3 separate regions of the Zea mays genome follow, and all the other regions are linked to region 3. A link is a contact called in public Hi-C data. All regions are on one chromosome and are shown on one strand. The core of a region is the stretch at or near the end of the contact, and the rest is flanking DNA. Distances in the headings are between cores, read along the strand shown.

Region 1 (4,707 bases), core at 2,023-4,522, 300 kb before region 3:
CACACAAATCTAACTACATTGATACACATTTCCAAAGAGGCATGATGCTTCAGTAATTTAGAGAAAATGAATTGCAGGCATAAATTACTCAAAAAATAACTTTAAGATGTCAGGATTTATCAGGAAACTTCTGGTATAATTTTATTGGAATGTTCTCCTTTTTCCCTTGAGCTAGAATGGTCCTTTAATTCAAACTCTCCCAATTTGCATAAACTATAACTGAAACTCAAAGGAAAACCAATAGCAATAAATGTTCCTTTAGAAAGTAAGCGAACAATATTTGGACCACAGAAGATACATTATTCCTATGCATATGTGGGCTGCTCCCAATCTTAGGCCTGAAAGCATCTGGATTACGATCCAATATAGCTTCAACAGCTTCACGCCTGGCAACCTCATTATCAGGATTATTAAAACAGTTGGTGCAGTTGCAACCATCACAGTAAGTACCAGAAGCAAAGCATTCACAGTACCTGTAAAGAACCATAAAAAGTTTTCAAATGGATACATATACACAAGATGTCTACTGGAAAAATACCAAAACCACAGTACATTCTTTGTATTTAGGTCCTGTTTGGGATAGCTCCAGCTCTAGTAAATTTGGTGGAGTTAGTGGAGCAGGTCATTAGGTGCTCCAGAAAATCGTGGAGCTAGAGTTGTAAGCCTTTAAAATATATTTAGATAAGTCATTTCGTTTATTACTTAAATTAAAAATATTTTTAAAACTATTTAAATTGATATTATATACTACAGCTCCACACTAGGCTGGAACCTGGAGACATCCCAAACACCCCCTTAAAACGGGAGGTGGGCTGACTTCAACGTGGAGATCAAAACAATGACACACTGCCTGGTTTCAAAGGCGTCGCCTAGGCGTCCAGGCAGCCAAAAAGTCTAGGCGTCCCCGTCGCCTAGCCAAGAGTTGGCAAGAGGGGAGGGGGAAGAAGCCTAGCAGAGACTTTGGGGAGCGGGATCGGCGGCACAGAACTCGGGGGAGTGCCGAGCTCGGGGGAGCGGCGGCGCAGAGAGCTCGGGGGAGCGGCGGTGCTGAGACTCGGGGGAGCGCTGCCGAGCTTGGGGGAGAAGGAGCAGCGATGCATGGTTGTGGATGAGCGGCGACAGTGAGATGGGAGCAACCCTAACCGTAGGATAAATGGGTTGCCTGCCTGGTGGGCTGGGCCATCTCTTCTACCCCTTTCTTCTTTTTTTTCTTTCTCCCTTTTTCTTTTTCTTCCTCATATATATTGTTGTTCTGTCTTTTATTTAATTGGTAAGGCGTCGCCTTGCTCGCCTTAGTAAGCGCCTAGGCGTCGCCTAGGCGTCCAGGCGGTGGCCCATCGCCTTGTCTCGCCTTACCGCCTTAAGAACTATGACACGCTGTATAGATTTTTAAAGGTATGCAGAGAATCATAAATTAGGGTTTTGGAGATAATATGAAGGATTGAAAGGGTGTTGGAAAGATTACTGGAATTATTCATATTCCGATTACTAGTACTCATCTAACATACATGTACATGTATGTATCTACCAGTGTTCTTACGGCGGTAAGGCGAGCAAGCAAATGGGATCACCACCTTAGCGCCTAGGCGGGCAAGGCGCCAAGTATTCTCCGAGCGCCTGGACGCCTAGGCGACACCTTAAGAACACTGGTATAGTGGTATTTACTTAATGAATAATCAAACAACATAAGTTCTTTGTTGTCTGTGAGTGTATTACTTAGCTTATAATTCTAGTCTAAGGGGGTGTTTGGTTTCTAGGGACTAATTTTAGTCCCCCCTTTTATTCCATTTTAGTCCCTAAATTGCCAAATACGGAAACTAAAATAGAGTTTTAATTTCCGTGTTTAGCAATTTAAAGACTAAAATGGAGTGACTAAAAATTAGTCCTTAGAAATCAAGCACCCCCTACGTACCATTTGAGTGAAGTTTATTTATTTGGAAATCATGAAGAAGTTTCGGTGATAATGTCATAGCTAAAGCAGATCCACGTCTATAATGCCATATAAATATTAAATAAGCATAAACCCTCCGTCCAGGAATGATAAGCATATTTTGACTATCTATACAACACTCCAGCTCATTGACTCTTCTACGTCAAGTCAAAGAATCCATATTGATAAAAAGATAACACTGTCCACATAAGAAAACGTCCTTTGCCATATTTTATTTTTCTCAAGCTAATGATAGAATCTGACTTACAACTTCAGACATTTGGAATTCCTGCAGTTGCAGCACTTCTTCTTCGTGGGAGTACTATCTTTCCCTTCGTACAGTCTTGCCCGTAGTTTTGGTGACTCTGGTTTCCTACACAAGGTCCCAAAGCACAATTAGAACACGAGCAAGATGCAAATTTTAAAGAGAGAACTTGAAATATTTGGATCTTCGGCAGGGAGGATGCACTGAAAATTTCATAGAATTGTTAGTTTAAGATCAATAAGCTCATCTAACGCAAATATGTGCCTTCTTTTCCGAGGAATGACAAGGCCACACTAAAATTTGGGAACTGCCTCGTGGTGAGGCTCAGGAAATCGAACGATCCCATGTTCAGCGTATGGATCAAGACGACAACGGGCTCGGTCATCGAGCAAAACGAAGCCCGTACCAAACAGAGAGGCGGAAGTTTCAAAACTTCTAAATCTCAGAACGGGGACACTCACAAGGGAACGGCGACCGGGGGGCGCTGGACTGGCTGCGGCGGCACCGGACGAAGCTGCGGTACAGAGACCGCCAGCGGCACATGCCCCACCACCTGATGCAGGCGCATCACCGGCAGCACACGCTGGTGCAGCTGCTGCGGTACTCCCATCGGCATGGCAGCCCCCACGTGCTGCGGATGCTGGAACCCCACGGACGACGCCTTCGGCTGCAGAACCCTAGATACGGCGGCGGCGGCCACCGCCATCGCGGGGTTTCCCGCCAATGCCGCCGAGTTGAAGTCGAGCTGCCTTACCAGCTTCTTAATCGGCGGTTGCATGGACGCACCGAGCACGGGAGGCCTTTGCGGCAGCCCTCCACAGCCCTGTTCATTGCCCTCCATCTACTCAAGCCGGCAGCTACAGGATCAAAACGCCTCCGCCCACCGCCCACCGGTAACGTAACACAAAACCAATTCGCGGCAGCCGCGGGGGGCCGCTGCGGGATCGCCGCGGCCGGCTACAGATCGAAGGGGGCGGAGGCCCCGCAGCCGAGTGCAGGGTGGCGGCGCTCGCCACAAGCTCCGACGCGTGTTTATGGCGGGTTTTGAGCTTGGGTGGGGGATTAGTGGATTTTCCCTCTCTCCCTGCTGCTCTCGACTCGCCCAGTCCCCCTCCCTTTTGCCACCTCTCCCCTTTTCTTTCTCTCCCACCCTTTCCTTTCGAAATCGAATTCATATATATTCTACGGCCAGATCCGAGAGGCGCCCCGCCATCCGACGGCGGCGGCGTGGCTGGGCAGCATCCTGCGGCTCAAATTCATAGATGTTCGCTTGTTGGTCCGCTCGCCGTTCGATTCGACGGGTTCGGAATTGTTCACCTCACGCGGCGTCCCCTGCTGACACGTGGGCCACAAGGACGAGGATCCGGTGAGGCTGCGCAGTCGATGCGAGGGCGCAATAGAAGCGGCAGGTTTGTGTAAGGCTGTGCGCAACGGCAGCCCCTACGCTGCCCCCTCCCCTTGCATGGCGCGTGCAGGGGGCGCTCCACGCGCGCAGCGGTGCCCCCTGCACCGCCCCCTAGCCCGCCGTCCTCCTCTCTCTCCCCCTCAATCTGGCGTGTCACTGTTCATCACCCTAAACACTGTGCTGTGGGTCCACGAGTAATTGTTAGTAGATAAAAAATTGATAGTTGGTATAGAAAATGATATTTTATAGTGGTAGTGGGGTATAGGGGGAGTATTTAGGGGGAACCGCTGCGGGAGATGAAACAATAGGGGAAAAAATAGGGGGGAAAAGTGATATAGGGGGAAAAATTTAGGGGTAACGGTTGCGGATAGTCTAAGGGTGAAAACGGTCGGTAATGTTCTGAAAAAAAAACTCTCATCGTTTTTACCCGTATAATTTTTTGTTCGGTCGGAACGGAAAAATCGGAAACGAATAACGACCTATAAATTCCGGTATATCGAAAACGGATAAATCCGAGCAAAATAACTCGAAATTGATCGGAAAACGATAACTGTAATCGGAAAAGCTCACAATAAACAAATTCTGACCACACAGTTATTCATTCACATCCACGTACGAGTCTCGTTCACAAAAATACACAAAACACAATCTTGTCCACATATAATTGGTCATACACTCATACATATCCACTCTCAAATTTTAACACACAACACATAAGTCTTTAAACACGATTGTTCATTCACATCCACATACAAGTCTCAACCACACAAATACACAATACATAGTCATGACCACACATAAATGATCATACATGTTCACTGAAGTTTTAACCACATAGTATATAAATCTTAAACACACGATACATAAACTAGAAATCATGTGGCATGTCGTCTGGATCACTTGATATATCTTCTATGACATATGAAACCCTAAACCCTAACGGGTATAGTTCTTGCCTCCTTGGTTGTTTTGTGGACCGGAAAAATACGGTTAAAATACGGGAAATACCGGTTTTTTCCGAGAAATTCGTAAACGAACGGTAAACATGTCTCACCGTTTACCGCATCGTTTTCCGTTTTCGTCCCGTTTTTCGTATATCATGATAAA
Region 2 (4,199 bases), core at 1,513-4,012, 380 kb before region 3:
CTGACATATCTCAAGTAACAAGTAGGGAGATAAAATACAAATTTGAACACAAGTGGCAGAATTTTCCACACATCAATCGCTCCTATAGCATTAAGCTCACAAGTTGGATGGTAAACATAGGAATATATCTGAACACCAGAGGAAGATGCCAACAACCTTGATTTCCTGATGATCGGAAGTGAAATCAACAAGAACAAGAGTGAAGGTATCTTACAATGCTCAAAGCGCCAACACGCTCTCCATACAATCCCATGTTCTTAGCGTAGCTCTGAGCCATGAGAAGTTCACCACCATCAGCAACAAACATACGCACTGACTGAGCATCTTTGTCAAGACTTCCACTTGCAAAGCCCTGTCAGGTTAACAAAAAAATGTGAATGATGAGTGTATAGGATCCAGATGTGTTTTTTGCAATGTCAAGTCACTTTTGCTCTGCACATCTGCATACTTGATAGGCACTGTCAAAGAACGGAAGCAGTGATTTTGATCTCATCAGCTGCCTAATCTGTTCCCACTGTTCGATGGTAGGATCTACTCCAGTAGGGTTGTGAGCACAGGCATGCAGCAGTACAATTGAACCTGAAGGAGCAGAACCGAGGTCTTCCAGGAGTCCTGCAAAGCAACACAAAATTTGGTCAATGACAGCCATAAAAAAATTAACGAATATAAAAAAATATAACACAGTTGTCAATTTGACTAGCATACTCACATTATTATAGCATATCTAATAGATCTAGCATGAAAATGAAATCCATACCTTCGAAGTGAAGGCTGCATGTTGCAGGATCATAATAGCGGTAGCTCCTAACGTTCAAGCCAGATAGGGTGAAGACTTTTGGGTGATTTCCCCAGGTTGGTTGTGGGATGTAGATAGTGCGCTGGAATATATTTGTATGATTTAGCAGTCATGCATTATAATCAGGAAGCAGCAAAACAGATAGGAGCAAGAAAAGTTTAACCTCGTGATAGTGCCTTGCAAGAAATTCACCTCCGACTCTTAAAGAACCAGTACCCGATAGGCACTGCACGGTAGCAACCCTATTCTCCTGAATAGCAGGGCTATTCGATTCAAAAAAAAAATCAGCTCCCTAATGAAGTAATAAAACCTGAATAAACCAGAACCAGTAGCTAGGGAACTTATTTTTATGTAATGAAACTTCAACACTAAGAATTCACAGTTGACAACATCACCATTAGGAACAGTTGACCCACAAATGAGGAAAATGGGTAAACCAGTCAAACAGAGAATACCTGTCAGCGCCAAAGATAAGCTTAGCGCTCAGCTTATTGAATTCAGCCAGACCGGTGATTGGTAGGTACTCCTTGACACGTGACCTAGAAATAAGAAGAAAAATGTGTCTAAAATACAGCTTCAAGTATCATAAACTTCCACACCAACAGTTTTTTCGCATCAGTGGCTTGTACACACACGAGACATACTTCATACGTCCCTTTTTATCTTCTCTCGCTTTCCCAGAAGTCAGTCGTAATCAATGTATAATATGACCAATTATATACATACATATATATATATATATATATAATAATTATGATATATAATTAGTATCAACCTTCGAATCTAGTTTTATAATAAACTCATTTGAAAATATTTTCTATCAATTCAAACTTAAGAAAATTTGGACAGAGGGAGTATGGCAGTGCTTGCAAACGACAAACCATTCCCCCCACAGACAAAACGAAGGTCAATTTTTCAGGTACCACAAAAAAGAAAGGAGGGAAAGCAATTGAAGGTCGACTACAGAAGAGAATCTTAGACGGCAGTGGGACAGAGCAGATACAGTCGCAAAAAAAAGACTAGTCCTAAACGTAGAAGAAAATTTATTTAAAAACTAGTATTGAACAGAAAGGTCACCTACAATTACAGAGGACAAGTCAATAATTATTATGGATGCGAATGAAAGTATTAGTCAAATTAAGAGGCGTGTTATCCAGATTTTAGATCCAGCAACTATCTAAATCCCCTTCCGTTTCCACTTGGGCTGAGGGCAGGAGCTTTAAGCCTGAAAGTTCAATAACCACAGAGGCACGATCACGAAATCAAGCGGGTCATATGGATTTCACATGACACTTACGGATTATTGATCAACATTTGCTCGGCGCGCCTGACCACGTTCAGCACTAGGGGCTTCCCTTCCTGCAGAGATCAGAATAGGAACAGGAGCGTCAAATCCATCTCCAATCCAACTAATAAAAAAACAGAAGGGGAATTAGAAGGTTCATAGCAAATCCCCAAACTCATCTTACCTCGGTCCGGTAGGCGCCGACCCCGAGGTTGACCTTCACGGGGCTGGGATCCTTGTTGTAGGCAACGGTCACCTGCCCAGAAACCAAACGAACACTGATCAGCCAGAGCAAACCCACGAGGCCGCGATCGCATCGAAACCGCGCGACCGATAGCGACAACCAGATCACCGTGGGAAAGGAAGCTAAAAAGGACTGGGGAGACGGACTTACTCCGAGGATGGGGTCCTCCGGGGCCTGCTCGAGTGCGGCGAAGACGGAGGATCCCTGCGACGCCATGGTGGGGAACGATTCGAGGGTGGAGGTGGCGGAGGTGTCTGCTGCTGCTCTTCGTGGGGAGGAAGGCAGCAGGTGCCCCACTAGCGTACTTAACCTGCGGTCGGCGCTGGGGGCCTGCGCCTGCGCCGCGCGCACGTTAGCAGGGGCCATCCGGTGCGCAGCGCGTGAGCGTGCCTGGTGCGGGCGGGGGAAACGAGAGCGGGGGCCGGGGGACGTGAACGGCGTGCGCAAGCCGGGTGCGGCCGCCGGGTCGCGTATAAAACAGCGGGCGCGGTCGCCGGACCGGGGAAGCGACGTGGACGGCTGTTTTTGGGGTCGTGGCCTCGTGGCGTGGGCTCGTGGCTGCGACGTGGCGGCGTGTGCGTGCCTACTGCCTACGAGCGCGTGTGTCCCTTGTTCGGTGCCGTCTGCCGGTGGCCGTGGAGATGTGGACTGGCGTGGCAGAAGGACACTTCTGTACGTATTCTCGTGTGCGCTAAGCGCTTGGTCAATCTCATATCAATATTTTTTTATATAAATATATTCTGAGTTTAAATTTGCTTATCATAAGCAGTACTGTCTTAATTCTCAAATTTTATGGCATTTTAGCTTTTTCTCTTAAAAACAAACTATGTCTATAAATAGTTAAATTAAAAATTATTTGTTTATCACAAAACTAGATTTCTATTTTCAGGAAGAAAAAACACTATCACCATTTTTATAAGCTACGGATGCATTTATCTGATCCGCACCACCGCACCAGCCGGGCAAAGCGTGACGTGTTGGCAAAGGTGACCTCCATGATATGCAGTTTGTTGTTGTGGTGTGTGCCGCGTGCCGGCACAAATTTTTTGGTGAACACTGATCCAATCCAACCGTGCGCAAGTGGTACACATGATTGGGAGATCGACAACGACGACGTGCCTACGACGATGCGGCGGCCGTATCTGTACAGGAAACGGGTACGGTGGCTGTACATCGTCAGTTAGAGTCGTCACACGATCGATTCAACGTGTTCCAGGTATATGTTTAACTGCACAGAATTTGCAACTATATTTGTTCCAGGTATATGTACCACAGTTCGCATCCTCCGGCAGATCAAATGATCAACAATCCTCACATCTCATCAGCGCTTTCTTGATGCTGCCCGCTTGCCCAGCGTGCAGGTCACCAGGCCCGTTACGACCTCCACCGCATTCGTCGGGAGCGCATCACCGGCCCGTCGCCGACGAGCTAGCCAGCACCTAGAACGCCAGGGTGGCCAGCGACCCGGCGAACTGCACCGCCGTCCTGTCCTCCTTATCCTTCCTCGACGCGATCACCGCCGCGCCGGCTCGGCCTCCAGCCCGTCCGGCAGCACGGCCACGGCGCTGGAGTCGTGCCCATCGATCACAAGCCGCAGGACCGCGGCGTCGATAGGCGCGTACGCCACGGTCGACTCGCAGAGTCGCAGGGGCTGGTGCTGCTGTTCTGAAGGATCAGGTTGGTGCCAACGCGGGAGATACGGTGGACGAGAGGCGCCTGTGTCGCTAGTGGCCTAATTAAAACTAGGTGTATACCCGTGCGTTGCTACAGAGTCAACATATAATGATAAAATATATTGAGATATATAAACATTAATTATCGTTATACCTTCTTGTTAGTATCTTTTAAAGGTTAAGAAGATTTGCATACATTAA
Region 3 (4,176 bases), core at 1,450-3,949:
AGCTTCACATCGAAGAGGCCACTGGGTCGAGATTCTTCTAAGGAAAAGGCAAAGAGGACTAAATCTGTGGACACAACTTCGTCAGATTCTGAGTTCATGACACGCATGGGAGATCTTTCTTTGGAGCGCCTGTCAGTGTACAAAACAGTTGTTACAACTGAGGAAAAGAAGTTGGATTCAATGAACAGAAATGAGAGGCAGAAATTGCTCCTAGAAAAGAAGAAGTTGAACCTACAGAAATTAAGGCTTGAAAGGCAGAAACTAAAGGAGGACAAGGAAGAGGAGATAATGATCTTAAGCATGGATCAGATGTCTTTCGAAAAGGTTTGAAAGGTGAAGAACGTTTATGTCGTTGCAACTACCTGGCAGACCAAAATATGCATGCCATATCCACAGGTCATACGACGCAACAACTTCCAAGATCATGGTAGGATGTTTACCACGCCCTGTAAACATGCCCTTCCATGAACTTGGGCAGTTACGCCACTCCCAGTGCATGCAATCAACACTACCAAGCATACCAGGAAACCCACGTGACTCGCCAACTTGGAGAAGGCGTGCGATATCTTCTGCATTTGGTGCACGGAGATAATACGGAGCAAACGCGGTTTGGACGGCCGTGCAAAAGTGTTTCAATGCCTCATGAGCAGTAGATTCACCAATGCGTACGTATTCGTCAACGGCATCAGCCGGAATACCGTAAGCAAGGATTCGAATTTATTAATTTCAAAATTAATAAATACAATTTTTACGTATCATTTTTGCAGCGTTGAATGCCGAGAAAACATAGAAAAATGAAAAAGAAATGGAAAATGTGAATCTGTTAACACTGTAGCTTTAGGGACGGAATTTAGAGGACGCTGCTAGAGACGGAGAATATATAGAGGACAGAATCTTTTAGAGTGTTCTGTAAAGGACAGAGAATATTCCTTTAGTGGATGAAATTTAGGGGACGCTGCTGGAGACAGTCTTAGAAGAGTACAGATAAAATTGCCCAAACAATGGGAATTGATTGTGTATCAGAATACACTTGAGAAAAATTATTCAATTGGCAACAGTGAGAAAATACTGAAGTTTTAAACTAAGATATAGCAGATCAAAGGTCAGATCAAACATAACTGTTAATTCTCCGGTCTCCACCAACAAGTCAGTATCAATATTCCATATAGCCTAGGTCGATATAGCATTGTTGCATTGGCTTTTCAGTTTTCATTGTATCGTAAGGTTTCACTGGATGGAACTGGAACCTTGCCAAAACAGGACCCTAGCTCAAATTCCACAGTGTAGCTCTGGAGCAAAGGTTATATATATTTTGTACAACCAAGGGTGATACAAATGTTTGGAATTTTCTCAAGATATAAATACCAGCAGATTTTGCAAAAAAAAAACAAGAATGAAAAATATAGATGCAAAATTCGGAAACACAACTGTAAGTATCAGATATCCATGAAATAAGTAAAGGACCCAGAGTTTATCAAACAGTAATAAAAAACACAATTTCCTTTTCAGATCCATCTCCATAGTCTTAAGAGGGAACTATAGGTAAAGGACCCAAAGTTTATCAAACAGTAACAATGAAAAAAACAATTTCCTTTTCAGATTCGTGGCTCCAAAGTCTTATGTTAATTCAGTTTCTGCATCACGAAGACTACTAATTATAGAGGCAAGTGCATACGAACAAAAGTTTGTTCAGTGTGAAAAGTTGAAAAACAGTACTCACAATACGAAGAAGTGTACGTCGTTCCCTCTCCCTAGCACCTCTGACAGCCTGAAAGCTTCAGTGATCAGCGCAAAACAATACTGTTCTACTAGGTTCATATAGCAATCTAGTTCCAACTTCCAAATATAACAGAATCAAACCTCTTCTAGTGACTTGCGTTCACTTTCCTCCTCATTCGCATCCCTAAATAGAATTAAAAATTAATAAAACTAAAGATATTATGCATTTCGATACAGCTACAAGTTTAGAACTGGAATGCACAGCAGGAATCACACCTTCCGACAAGCTCATTAACACATGTGCAGCACTTAGCACATATGCCGAGGTCCTTGGAGCAATCTGCATTAAGCAGCAGCAAACCCGGATCAGTAACAATCCAACCTATCAATGTTTAACAAGTAACAACCAGGCCTAGTGACACAAGAGATTGAGTGGCCAAAATTCACCTCTGCATACGTTATGGTATGCTTGCCGGACGTTTCGCTTATTACACTTCTGGCTGCCAAACCAAAAAACGCGTCACCTCTCTCGCTGCTCAGTATACGTGCTAAACAGGGAAAGAGATTTACCATTTTGCTGGCTCAACAATGGGCTTGTATTTTCCGTATCTACAAAAACAAACAAACGAATTGGGCCTAGGAGACAATCGAAGCTACACACTAGCTAAATGAGCTTAGACAACCGATGAGGGATGACAATTCCCCACCTGCGTTTCCAGTCGATTTGATCCCGGCAGCGCTGACAGACGCCGGTGATTTCTGACAGAGGTCGGAACCTGCCCCCGGGCTCCTGCGGCGTCGAAGGTTTGCAACGGTGAGATTTGAATGAACATCCAGAACTATGGGGAAGGGGCGAAGGCGATGGGAGGAGAGCTTACGGTTTCGTTGATCTTCTGACCAAGGTTCGGCTTCCACGCGTAGCGGTTCTGGTGTTTCGGCGGTCCCTGCCGCTTCGACATCGCCGAACTCCGATATTCTCACCCTCCGCTTCGCGCCGCCGGGCGTTTCTCTTCTCCCAGTGACGCTCCGAGGGCTTTTGCCCTTAAAACCTTTCACGCTACGACTGGAAAACGTGGCTGCATCGTACTCGTCCGATCCCAGATTGGCATATTATATACTTTATCAGGAATTACGTGAAATGGGCCGTAGACGACAAGTTCAATGCTCCGAGAAATTCTCTCTGCAACCTAAATTCGGGCCCACTAGCGTTGATCTTCTCCGAGGCCCGAGCAGCCCCCAACTGTAGCACGGCGGCACTGCCACACCAACACAGACGCAGCTCAACAACGGCAAGGATCCAGAAAGCGATTTACAATCTTCGGATCTGCGGTAGGCTTCGTTAATTTGTCATTGGCCCATAAATTATAAATTGTAGACACGGACCTATAAAACATAGACATATGATATAACTAGGTGGGTGCCCGTGCGTTGCGACGGAACCATATAATAACTTATGTACATATAGGTGAGTGCTCATGCGTTGCAACGGGGACATATAATATCACGGTAACTTATGTATTATATGTCTATGTTGCAACGCACGGGCACTCACCTAGTATCTAGATATGAATTATACCGCATTGCCTTTTAACGTAGGGTGTTAGTCCTGTGCATTGTATATAATCAGCCCATGGGGCTCAATGCAATACAATATAATTCTATGACAATACCTCCTCTAACAGTTCTGGTTCTTATTGTCACATCTGGTAATCTGTTTATGTGAAATATTTTCATATCAGGTTGCAAAGAAACATCTTGCTGGAAGGATTGATCGTGTAGATTGTAGTTTAGATGAATGCCAAGAAATTACAGAAGCCACAAGGGAAGAGGTTTGAAGCTTACCCATATGCTTTGCTTTTATCAAGATCTGGTGTAATTTAGTGGAGACTGAAAAGGCTATTTCATAGGTTACAATCATCCATGGAGATCTAAGTGCTTTCCTGTCAGCAGCCCGCCATCTGAACCATGAGCCACTGTCACTGTCTCAACAAGGAAGCTGGACCAAGACGAGCAAGTAGCTGATGAAGATACTTTCAAAGTCCGGCGATAGTTTCTGTTGTGCAAAATACCAGTGTGCAAGAGGCCGAGCAAATGTAACGCATCCAAAGGCCCACAGTCCGCTTCGTCTTGGCCCAGAATAGCGTGTAAAGGTTGCGTGTGTCTGTGTTGGGCTGTGGCGCTGAATAAGTACGCGCGCCGTCAAGATCCTGGTACATCGAACAACTGAACAAACAATTATTCTCTAGAAATCACATCTGTTCTTCTCCTACCTCTGCTCTCTCTGATTTCCTTCTTACTCCATTCCCAAGTAGACCGTAGTTGTAACAATTGGTATCAGATTCGTTCGATCCTCGGTTTCAATTTGTCAACGCCATGTCTCTCGATTTCAAGCTCATCCTCGATGAGTTCAACCGGCGGTTCGACGAGCTAGAGATTCGCTGGGACCGGCGCTTCTCG

What was found. A called contact is a pair of places that touch in the nucleus more often than the background predicts.
Region 1: a contact with region 3 is called in a Hi-C map of endosperm, with 2.6 times the contacts expected there. The contact joins the promoter of LOC100383445 here to the promoter of LOC100192805 in region 3. A contact is called at or near these places in 2 of 25 Hi-C or Micro-C datasets (endosperm and tassel).
Region 2: a contact with region 3 is called in a Hi-C map of leaf, with 6 times the contacts expected there. The contact joins the promoter of LOC100273311 here to the promoter of LOC100192805 in region 3. A contact is called at or near these places in 2 of 25 Hi-C or Micro-C datasets (endosperm and leaf).

The regions. Positions count from the first base shown.
Region 1 is chr3:200,324,271-200,328,977 of Zm-B73-REFERENCE-NAM-5.0, reverse strand. LOC100383445 (CPP transcription factor) reads right to left here and starts at 3,272. Exons shown (of 8, transcript NM_001176095.1): 1 at 2,657-3,272; 2 at 2,199-2,303; 3 at 299-473. The coding sequence starts at 3,036.
Region 2 is chr3:200,401,264-200,405,462 of Zm-B73-REFERENCE-NAM-5.0, reverse strand. It overlaps LOC100273311, which reads right to left and starts at 2,762. Exons shown (of 12, transcript NM_001147752.1): 1 at 2,476-2,762; 2 at 2,266-2,337; 3 at 2,094-2,155; 4 at 1,252-1,335; 5 at 960-1,059; 6 at 758-878; 7 at 449-612; 8 at 215-352. The coding sequence starts at 2,691.
Region 3 is chr3:200,020,945-200,025,120 of Zm-B73-REFERENCE-NAM-5.0, reverse strand. It overlaps LOC100192805, which reads right to left and starts at 2,699. Exons shown (of 8, transcript NM_001137998.1): 1 at 2,598-2,699; 2 at 2,427-2,509; 3 at 2,290-2,328; 4 at 2,167-2,219; 5 at 1,996-2,059; 6 at 1,861-1,903; 7 at 1,721-1,768. The coding sequence starts at 2,678. It also overlaps the pseudogene LOC100382714.